Regions from separate parts of the Mus musculus genome. Here region 2 is linked to region 1. Evidence: chromatin contacts called from public Hi-C data. All regions are on one chromosome and are shown on one strand. Each heading gives the region's core, a stretch centred on a gene start, on an enhancer-like site or on the middle of the called end of the contact. The rest is flanking DNA. Distances are from core to core; before and after follow the strand shown.

The links. A called contact is a pair of places that touch in the nucleus more often than the background predicts.
Region 2: a Hi-C map of liver shows a contact between it and region 1, with 2.4 times the contacts expected there. The contact joins the enhancer-like site here to the promoter of Aoc2 in region 1. A contact is called at or near these places in 2 of 39 promoter capture datasets (the SN4741 cell line and cranial neural crest), 2 of 484 Hi-C or Micro-C datasets (the AML12 cell line and liver), 7 of 115 datasets of contacts at active chromatin or transcription factors (the SCID.adh cell line, embryonic stem cells and pro-B cells) and 3 of 9 other capture datasets (adipose tissue, liver and pancreatic islet).

Annotation. Positions count from the first base shown.
Region 1 is chr11:101,322,827-101,327,500 of GRCm38.p6, reverse strand. Aoc2 (amine oxidase, copper containing 2 (retina-specific)) reads right to left here and starts at 2,438. Exons shown (of 4, transcript NM_178932.1): 1 at 818-2,438. The coding sequence starts at 2,408. It overlaps Psme3 (proteaseome (prosome, macropain) activator subunit 3 (PA28 gamma, Ki)), which reads right to left. Exons shown (of 11, transcript NM_011192.4): 11 at 3,964-4,674.
Region 2 is chr11:101,517,018-101,521,691 of GRCm38.p6, reverse strand. It overlaps Brca1 (breast cancer 1, early onset), which reads left to right. Exons shown (of 23, transcript NM_009764.3): 12 at 4,250-4,421. Among named protein-coding and RNA genes, the nearest start is that of Brca1, 33 kb to the left of the region's middle. Within about 2 kb of position 2,556, at least 7 of the 459 cell types and tissues checked have an H3K27ac peak or open chromatin away from gene starts, as enhancers often do. A contact at or near this core is called in liver, where this site is marked.

The sequences.
Region 1 (4,674 bases), core at 1,189-3,688:
GCTCCTCCCAGTTCTAGGACTCCAGCCCTCAGCACAGGGGACACTAGTGACAGCCTCTTTCAAAAGTATGATTCATAGCTTTCCATCACCCAGGAGCTTCTTAAATCCCACTGCATCCAAACCCTACATCATCCAACACAGTTCATCACATTCTTGAGGCTTCAGACATTTGGTTCCCTTAAATGTGACCATGATGCTCACACTATAAACCTAGTAACTGGTAGCTGGCTCTCTAATGACCAGAGCTGTTGAAAAGAATTTTCCAATTGGAGATTCACAGTACACAGGTCAGACTAGAATCTATTGCCACTATGTTAGTCTTATTTTTCCTGACCTCCTCTACCCTCACCAAAAAAAAAAAAGAAACCAAGCAAGCAAGCACAAGTATAGTGTGCAATGTGCACATGCCAAGACTTCCTACCCCATCTCCCCTGCCTTCCTCAGTTTCCCCAAGTGTAAAATGGAGATCTAGGGGGGGGCGGGCGGGGGGGGGAGCTCCATTCAGTTCCCTCAGGGTCCATTCCCCAGAGTCCCTCTCAAGGCTAAAGCAGCCAGGCCCAGTCATTATACTTAAACTAAACTAGCTTTACAACTGCAAATCTGGGGGGGAGGGGCTCAGCGGGTAGGAATTAGCAGAACCCCTTTCCCCTTTGGCCAGACACCCAGTTGTGAGTGCAGCTGCACTCAATCCTTTCTCCCTTCCCATACCCAGAGGGGTTAGAATGCCCCCTGAACCTTTCTGAGCTCACTCCTTGATTTGGGGACTTCCTGCCCTGTGCCCCATTCCCAGCCTTCAAGGCTCAGGCTAAGAACTCACCTGCTACATCAAGGTCCAGTTTGAAGTGGAAAGCGTGTGTATGCACCGCTCCCAGCACTCTTTCTCCCACACGGTTCCCAAAGAGGAGACTTTCAGCTCCTCCACTCATGAAGGCTGTGTTGATATAGCCCGTGGCATGGACACGAGCTTCAAGGGCCCCGGTTGGGTGTAGCATAAAGTCCCAGATGTAATCATAGTTGCCCACTGATGACACCGACCTGACCACAAGGCTTGAGCTGGCCAAACCACCATAGAAATGACCCCCGATGCCATTATGATGCCTTCGAAGGGGCAGTCCCTGGGCCTCCTCAAATACACACACAGCCCCTGGAAGCAGCTGGACTGACCCCGTGCCCACCAGTACATGGATGTCCACCATTGTGGCTTGATAGGGGCAATCCACCCCCCGAACCAAAGCTCGGCTGTTGAGACCAAGCCCATAGCTGCTGTCCAAGTACCGGATCGTCATTGTTTTGGGGGAATCAGCACCATAAACTGTCAGACACTCCTGGACACTGACTTCATAAGCCACACGCTCACCCTTGAACCGAATATCAAAAATTCTTAAGCCACTGAACACCCCATGACCAAAGGTAAATGTCCAGAGGGGAGATGTCACTGAGTTTCCCTGTATGTTATACTGGGGACCCTGAAGTGAGAACTGAAGAGGGGGAAGAGGAGGGTCTGGAGTGACTCTAGGCCTCAAGGAGGAAGCTCCACCTGGTGTGGGTAGAGGGACCCGAATCACTTCTAGGCGGCCAACTTTAAACTCCCATTCCAACTGGGCCAAGTCTGCATAGTAATGCCCAAGGTAGAAGACCTGTTGGACTACCCAGTCGGCAGGGTCCAGGGCCCCGTGGTCCAACAGTAGCTCCAGCCCCACAGGGTGAAGGAACACTCCAAGACCTGAGATGTTATGGTAGAGGGCTATCCAGGTAGCTCGATCGCCTGCATGGAAACCACTAGCAGTAGAATGCAAAGGTGCCAAGGTGGAGCCATTGTAGTTCAAGACAGAAGCCAGAAAGGTGGGTGCCTTTGGTAGCTCCACTTCTTTCAAATGCCTCCATATCTGAACAAACTCAGTTTTCTGCATGGGGCGCCGATAATAGGGCAGGGGGCCGCCGTGGCGCTCCACAGTCACATCCCGCATGTAGGAGGGGTGAGGCAGGGGCCCCACCACCAGCTCACTCACGTTGGGCTTGGGTTGTCCACCAAAGAAGATGATGGCTAGTGCCTCTCGCACAGGTGGGGGCCCCCCTCTGTCCAGGTGGGCCAGGGCTGCAGCCTTGGCAGGCAGCTGCAACTCTACTGAGAAGACACAGTTGTCCGAGGGTCGAGCCTGGGCTGCATCCACCAGCCCCGGCCCCAGGTGCTTGGTCAGGAAGCTCATCACAGCTGTCAGCTCCTCTGGGGTCAGGTCTGCAAACAGCTGGCTCTGGCTAGGGTGTGTCCAGGGATGAATTCTGGGAGGTATGGAAGGGCATCGAGGAGACTGGCTGAAACTGCCTTGCCTGGTCAGCAGGACATAGACCAGAGCAAAGACAGTGAGGAAAGACAGCCCCAGAAGCAGCAGCAGCACCTTGAGATTCATGGCTGGCACTGAAGCTCCCCCCGTCCTGAGAGCTCATCGGTGTCTGACATTGTGGCAGGCTTATATTCAGGATGATGGAGAGGAATGGACTAAACTCCACCCTGTGGGCTGGACAGGAAATCTCTGATCGTGCTTTATGTAGTTCTGTTCCAATTTTCTGTCTTGTGCTCTGGCTCAAGACATTACATAGCTTGCTCCTGTCCCTAAACTTTGACTGCCAATGGTCACTAACTACTACGTGTCATCATTTAGAACAGGTGAGAGGGATGGGGTGGGTAATGGAGCTGAACTACCTGAGAAGGCAGTTTCGATACACACTCCTTCCTTTCCCTGTCTAACACACAAGTACTAACAAAACACCTCTTAGCAGAATTACATTCCCAGTTCCCAGACCCACCGCCCAACTCAGCAATGAGCAGTCAGCTCTACCTGGGACCTAATGAGTGCCTGACTTGGGAGACCCAGGCCTTACTCTATCCAGTCAGAGAGACGACTGGTTGAGGTTGAGCTGTGTTTAGGTCTATACAATGATCCAGTCCAAGTTATGTAGCCTTAAAGGGGCTACATATCCTGAATTTCTTCCCTATGAAGGCGCATGAGGCATGGTCATTTATACTGATAATACCAACACTCAAGAGGAGTGCTGAGAGTTCAACTAAGCTACATGAGTGAATTATAGGTCAACCTAGGTGATACCCTGCCTTAAAAAATAAAAAGCATAGCCAGGGAGAGGTACTATATGCCTTCAATCCCAGCACTCAGGAGACAAGCCGATCTGTTGAGTTTGAGGCCAGCCTGGTCTTTAGAGCGGTCCTAGGACAGCCAAGGCTACACAGAGAAGGGTCTTTAAAAAACAAACAAAAAAACCGAATAAATATATAAAAAGCATAAAAGTATTCTGTGGAGTGCTTTTGATTAAAATGTAGCCTTACACAGCAAGTGCTTAGTAACCCTGGAGGGAGGGAGGGAGGCAGGCAGGCAGAGCAGGTAGCTAGTGGCTCTAAACTCTGGGATAGAATAGAGTAGATGCCCCTCCCCTACTGGGACCTTAAACCTCTATAGACAATGAAGAGTCTCACTGTCAGGAGGGAAGTGAGGACATGTTATTTTAGAGGGATGTAAGCCTCTTATGAGCACTGTGGGTCAGTATAAACCAATACCAGGAGTTCCCTCAAAAAAGTATGTATGAAGTAAGTATGTATGTATGAATGTATGTATGTATGTAGAGGCAAGCTGGTATGGAGGAAAAGGACTGGATCGACAGGGTCAGCCCGAGCTGCTGGTCCCACACATAACCACAGCAGCCTCTGCTGGCAGCTCAGGGTATCACCAGGAAGGACCTGGAATCTGGTGAAGACAGGCAGCTTTCACACAATTGAGCGTCAACACACAGCAGGAACCACCTCCCATTAGTTCTTGCACTGTGAAGAGGAATGAAGGTTCAACTAGTAAGTTCACACACGACAGGCTAGCCAGAGTGTCTGTGAAGATGGGTGTCTGAATGCTCATGTGTGACCCTTATGTCCCTCAGTCACCAGAGTACAGCACCAGGGTCTGCAGCTTTAGAAAGAGGTCAAAGTACCTGTATTTTTAATAATTTCTTGACATGGTAAAAGAATTTTACATTACAATCCAAGGAAGGAGGGGCAGAGGGACAATCAAACAAAAGGAAAACCAAGAAACACATGGTGGGGGGAGGGGAGGGGCTCAGCTGGAAGGGATCTGAGGGTGGATAGGTGCACTGCCCAACGAAAATGCGATTGGTTTGTTACTGAGCACTATTCTTGGGAAGAGAGCATCCCGCATCCCGCCTCCTTTCCTACAGAATGCTGGGAGTGAAAGTGATGCATCCCAGGTGGAAATATGATTTGGGATTGGAAGACGGAGAGGAATAAAAGTCAAATAGACACTGAGAGTCAGTCACTGGCAGGCTAATTGCAGAGACCAACTCTCACTTAAAAAGCTGGGGGCTAGTGCGATTAATACAAACGCTTTAACAAGTGGTACCTCTGGAAGATTCAAGAGAGGAGGCAACTCTTCTATGGGTTTGACCTTCGCAGCATATTAACACACACACACGAACACACACACACATGTGCACGTGTGTATGTGCACACACACACACGTATACACATGAATTACTGCTTTCCCTGGAAGCACAATACTATAAATACGAGAAACATTTCCCAAAGGGAAAGCACAGCGAGGAGCAGCAGCCTCTGCACCTCACAGCCGGCCGCTCCCCAGCCAGCGCACATGCTGGCCT
Region 2 (4,674 bases), core at 1,307-3,806, 190 kb before region 1:
TTTTTTTTTTTTTTTTTTTTTTTTTTGGTTTTGTTTTTTGAGACAGGGTTTCTCTGTGTAGCCCTGGCTGTCCTGGAACTCACTTTGTAGACCAGGCTGGCCTCGAACTCAGAAATCCGAATCAGCCTGCCTCTGCCTCCCGAGCACTGGGATTAAAGGCATGCGCTGCCACGCCCGGCTTCTTTTTTTTAACATACATATTTGTATGTATGTATGTGGATATGCCACCAGGGTAAATGTGTGGAGGTCAGGTGACACAGTCTGTGCGGCAGTGCTGAGGATCAAATCAGGTCCTCCTGTGGTGGCAAGTGAGCTGACTCACTGGTCCCGTGGTGTGGTTTGAATCATCTTGCTATAGCTTCTGTTTCTCTTAAAGCATAAATGTGCTTTTAGCTGCAGCATACGAGTGACTTTTCTTCCCCTTCTTTTTTTTTTTTAAAGATTTTATTTTATTATATGTAAGTACACTATAGCTGTCTTCAGACGCTCCAGAAGATAATCAGATGGTTGTGAGCCACCATGTGGTTGCTGGGATTTGAACTCAGGACCTCTGGAGGAACAGTCAGTGCTCTTAACTGCTAAGCCATCTCTCCAGCTGTCTTCTTTTTTTTTTTTTTTTTTTTTTTTTTAAGATTTATTTATTGATTATATGTAAGTACACTGTAGCTGTCTTCAGACACTCCAGAAGAGGGAGTCAGATCTCGTTACGGATGGTTGTGAGCCACCATGTGGTTGCTGGGATTTGAACTCCTGACCTTCGGAAGAGCAGTCGGGTGCTCTTACCCACTGAGCCATCTCACCAGTCCCCCCGTCTTCTCTTCTTAAAAAGTACAAAACTAAATGAAACTGGGAATTCTTAGTATTACTAAGGTCACTTTGTTGTCACCAAAGACAGCATCCCCTGTTGGTTCCAGCACCCCAGTGGCAGAGGCAGGTGGATCTCTGAGTTCCGGGCCAGGCTGGTTTACATGGTGAATGCCAGGCCAGCCAGGCCTACAAAGTGACACCTTGTCTTAACAAAATAAGACAAAAATTGATTAAAAGACTTAAATCTTCTCATGGTCCTTTCTGGATTTATTTGGGGCTCTGTCAATATGTCTGTCACCTAATTCTGTCCCTTAGCTGCTTGTTTTTTAAGTTTCAGCTTTTTATTCCATCTGTCTTAGCCATACTGTATTAAATCTGACATTCAATACACTACTGTGTTGTTTCTTGGGTCTCTGATCCTATTCCCAGAAAGATGCTCATTATTTGATCAGGATTCATTGTTTTAAGTGTTTTTATATCAAGTATCTATTCAAGACAGGTAGCTTTGATGTTGAGTTGCACGGACAAGCAAAATGATTGCAATGGACTTTCCCTATGTTCATATAGAACTGAAGGGTAAGAGATGATACAGAGTGCCTCATGTGGAATCACTGATATACTTTGTGATGCTCATGGTGTGTGTATAGTATATGTGTAGTGTGGGTGTGTGTGCAGTGAAGGTGCAAGATTGTCTCCTCCCACCCACTATGTAGGACCTAAGGATTAACCTCATGTCATTAGGCTTGGTGGCAAGTACCTTTTCACACTGAACCATCTTGCCAACCCTCCTACCTCCCCCCCCCCCATTTTGTAACTCAAAGATTTAATTCATTTGTCCATTTTCATATTAAACACTGGCTGTGAAGTTCCTCTGTGATGGGCAGTGGTACGGGACTTAGGGTTGCATACCTTGTACGCCCATGACCTTGGCATTCCCAGTGTGAGGGAAGCTTAGACAGGGGAATCTCAACTTTGAAGCTAGCCGAGGATACATAGACCGCTCTTCAAAACAAAAAGAACACAAAATCAACAAGGATTCCTCCTCCCATCAGGGAAGTTGTGTGTTCCCCTGAATGTAGTGATGCTTTGGCAGCCTGAGCCACGTAATGAGGCACACTGCTGTCCTGATAGACAGGTATTGCTGGGCTTTGAAAGATTAGAAAAGATTACCAAATGGGAAAAGAGGGGATGTGGGAACTGAGGCAAAGATACAGATGGCCTGAATGCATAGGGACCGCCACTGAGCAGTCTAGTGTCTCTAGAAAGCTGGGCTGATGGGAAATGCTGGGCGTCAATAACAGATAGGATCAAGCTGTCCTCAGACTTTGGAATGGTTTATCTAGGAATCTGAACTTTGACTTGAGGGCAGTAATGACGAAGTTCTTTAGCGCTGAAAAATACTAGCTTATTAACTGAGCTGTGTTACGCCATTTGAGGCCCTTTTGGAAAAAGGATTCTTGATGTAAAGAGATAAACGTGGTAACCTGTCTGGCTTTGTCCTCCCTGGTGCATTTGAGCACCTATACCTATAGTAGAATTGTCTTAAGTTTTACATTCCTTCCTGTAGGAAAAGCCACTGCAGTAGTGGTCCGATTACTTTTCTTTCTGATTTTCTGGTATGTTTACTGGCCATGTGGAAGTTAGATGGCATAGCTGTGAGTGTTATTAATTCAGCTTTTAAAGAATTGGTCTGATATCTGTGTGGGGCCTTGGCTAGGATTTGATCAGTGATGTCAGTACTCACGGGTACCACGTGGTGGCATTGGTGGCACTGCAGATGTTGGCAGCATTACAGTCTCAGTAGCAGTGGGAACCTTTGTAAAGCTCGAAATTACGTTTTGTTTATTTGGTTTTTTCATCATAAAGTTCTCCTGGGAACTATGAATTTATCATAGCTGTAGGAAGAATATGGCTTGATTTTAGTGGAAAGCAAAGTCACTTTCAAGGTCAAAAGACAGAGAAGGTGAAACAGATTTTGTTCCCCTCCAGCAGCTGAAAACCTAGCATCGGCATTTCTTCTAAAAGTGATGAAGAGACATACATATTGGGAAATTCTTTATTTGTCCACATCCTTTGCTTGTCAAATACCTTAGACTTGCTAGATTGTCTGTGACAGGATCTCACTGTGTAGTCTTGGCTATCCTGGAACTCACTATATAGACCAGGATGGCCTCAACTCAACTCAACTACTGCTATTAAAGCTATTATGCTTAGCTGAAATTACTCTTTTTTTTTGTTTGTTTTGTTGTTGTTGTTGTTGTTTGTTTGTTTTGTTTTCTGCTTTCAAGACAAGGTTTCTCTGTGTAACAACTCTGGCTATTCTGGAACTCACTTTGTAGACCACTCTGCAATCTGGCCTTGAACTCACAAAGATCTACCTGCCTCTACCTCCCAAGTACTGGGATTAAAGGTAGCTAGATTACGTCTTAAGGTGGATCAGTAAACAGTATGAACCTATGGGAAAGAAGAGTTCATTTTCTTGAATTGAAAACAGTAATTTGGGCTGGAGAGGTGGCTCAGCGGTTAAGATAACTGACTGCTCTTCCAAAAGCCCTGAGTTCAAATCCCTGCAACCACATGGTGGCTCACAGCCATCTGTAATGGCATCTGATGCCCTTTTCTGGTGTGTCTGAAAGTCAGTTACAGTGCACTCACACACGTTAAATAAATAAATAAATAAATAAATAAATCTTTTATAAAAAAGAAAAGAAAAAGAAAACAGCAACTTGTTATAGGCTTTCTAGAACATCGTAGGAAATTATTCAACACTGAATCCATGTAAAAACTAAATTTACTTGGATCTAAGCACAGCGATGTATCTTTTCACTCAGCTACAAATACATTTTTAAATTTTAAAAATAATAAGAAATAAATAAATGGGGCTGGAGAAGGGGCTCAGTGGTTAACAGACCACTCAGTTCAGAGGACCTGGATTCAGCTCCAGCTGATGGCTTCAATGCCCTTCCGTGACCTCTGAGAGCATCGGGCACGCACATGGAGATAAATCATTCATAAACCTGAACTTAAAAAAAATTTTTTAACTAGGCATTTTGTAGACTAATTAAATGTCTTATCTCACAGTAGCGAGTCTTTAGAACACAGTTTATATAGTTTGTGAACAGATTCTTGTGAATTTAAGCTTAAAGTACTGTAATTACCCCAGTCTGTCCCCCATCTTTAAAAGAAAATGAGGAGCTACAGTGAAGCAGATCTATCTGGAAGAGCTCGAGGGTGCACTCTCCTCCAACATCATTTTCAAACAATTGCAAGGTCATTAACCACATGAGTATGGTTGGATTAAAGGGTATTCAGCCAGAACTCATAATTCCATATTAGGTGATCTCAGCTCCCATGCTAAAATTAATTGCTGTGACATATTCTTACTTCGTGGCACATCTCTCAGAGTATATAACTTTCTTGGTGTTCTTGTTTGGTTTTGCAGCAGCGGGCGACCATGAAGTATAACCTGATAAAGCTGCAGCAGGAAATGGCTCACCTGGAAGCTGTGCTGGAGCAGCGTGGGAACCAGCCTTCTGGCCACTCCCCTTCCCTCCTAGCGGACCCTTGTGCCCTGGAAGACCTGCCAGATCTGGAACCAAACATGTCAGGAGCAGGTGTGTAGTGCTGAACAAATGCCAGTGTTACAAGCAAACTTCTTCCCTCCCTCGACCCTCTGTTTCCTTCGAAGAGTGAGGACTGAGTTCCAACATTGTGTGATCTTTGCTCAGTGCAGGTTTACTGAGTTGCTCCACGAGTAACTTGGGAACCTTAGACCTAGTCCCTGCTCACGAGAGCTGTGCCACTGAGAGGGACCCAAGGGAATCTTAATTCATGTTCTTCTCTGGGTGTTTAGAAGGAGATGCTATG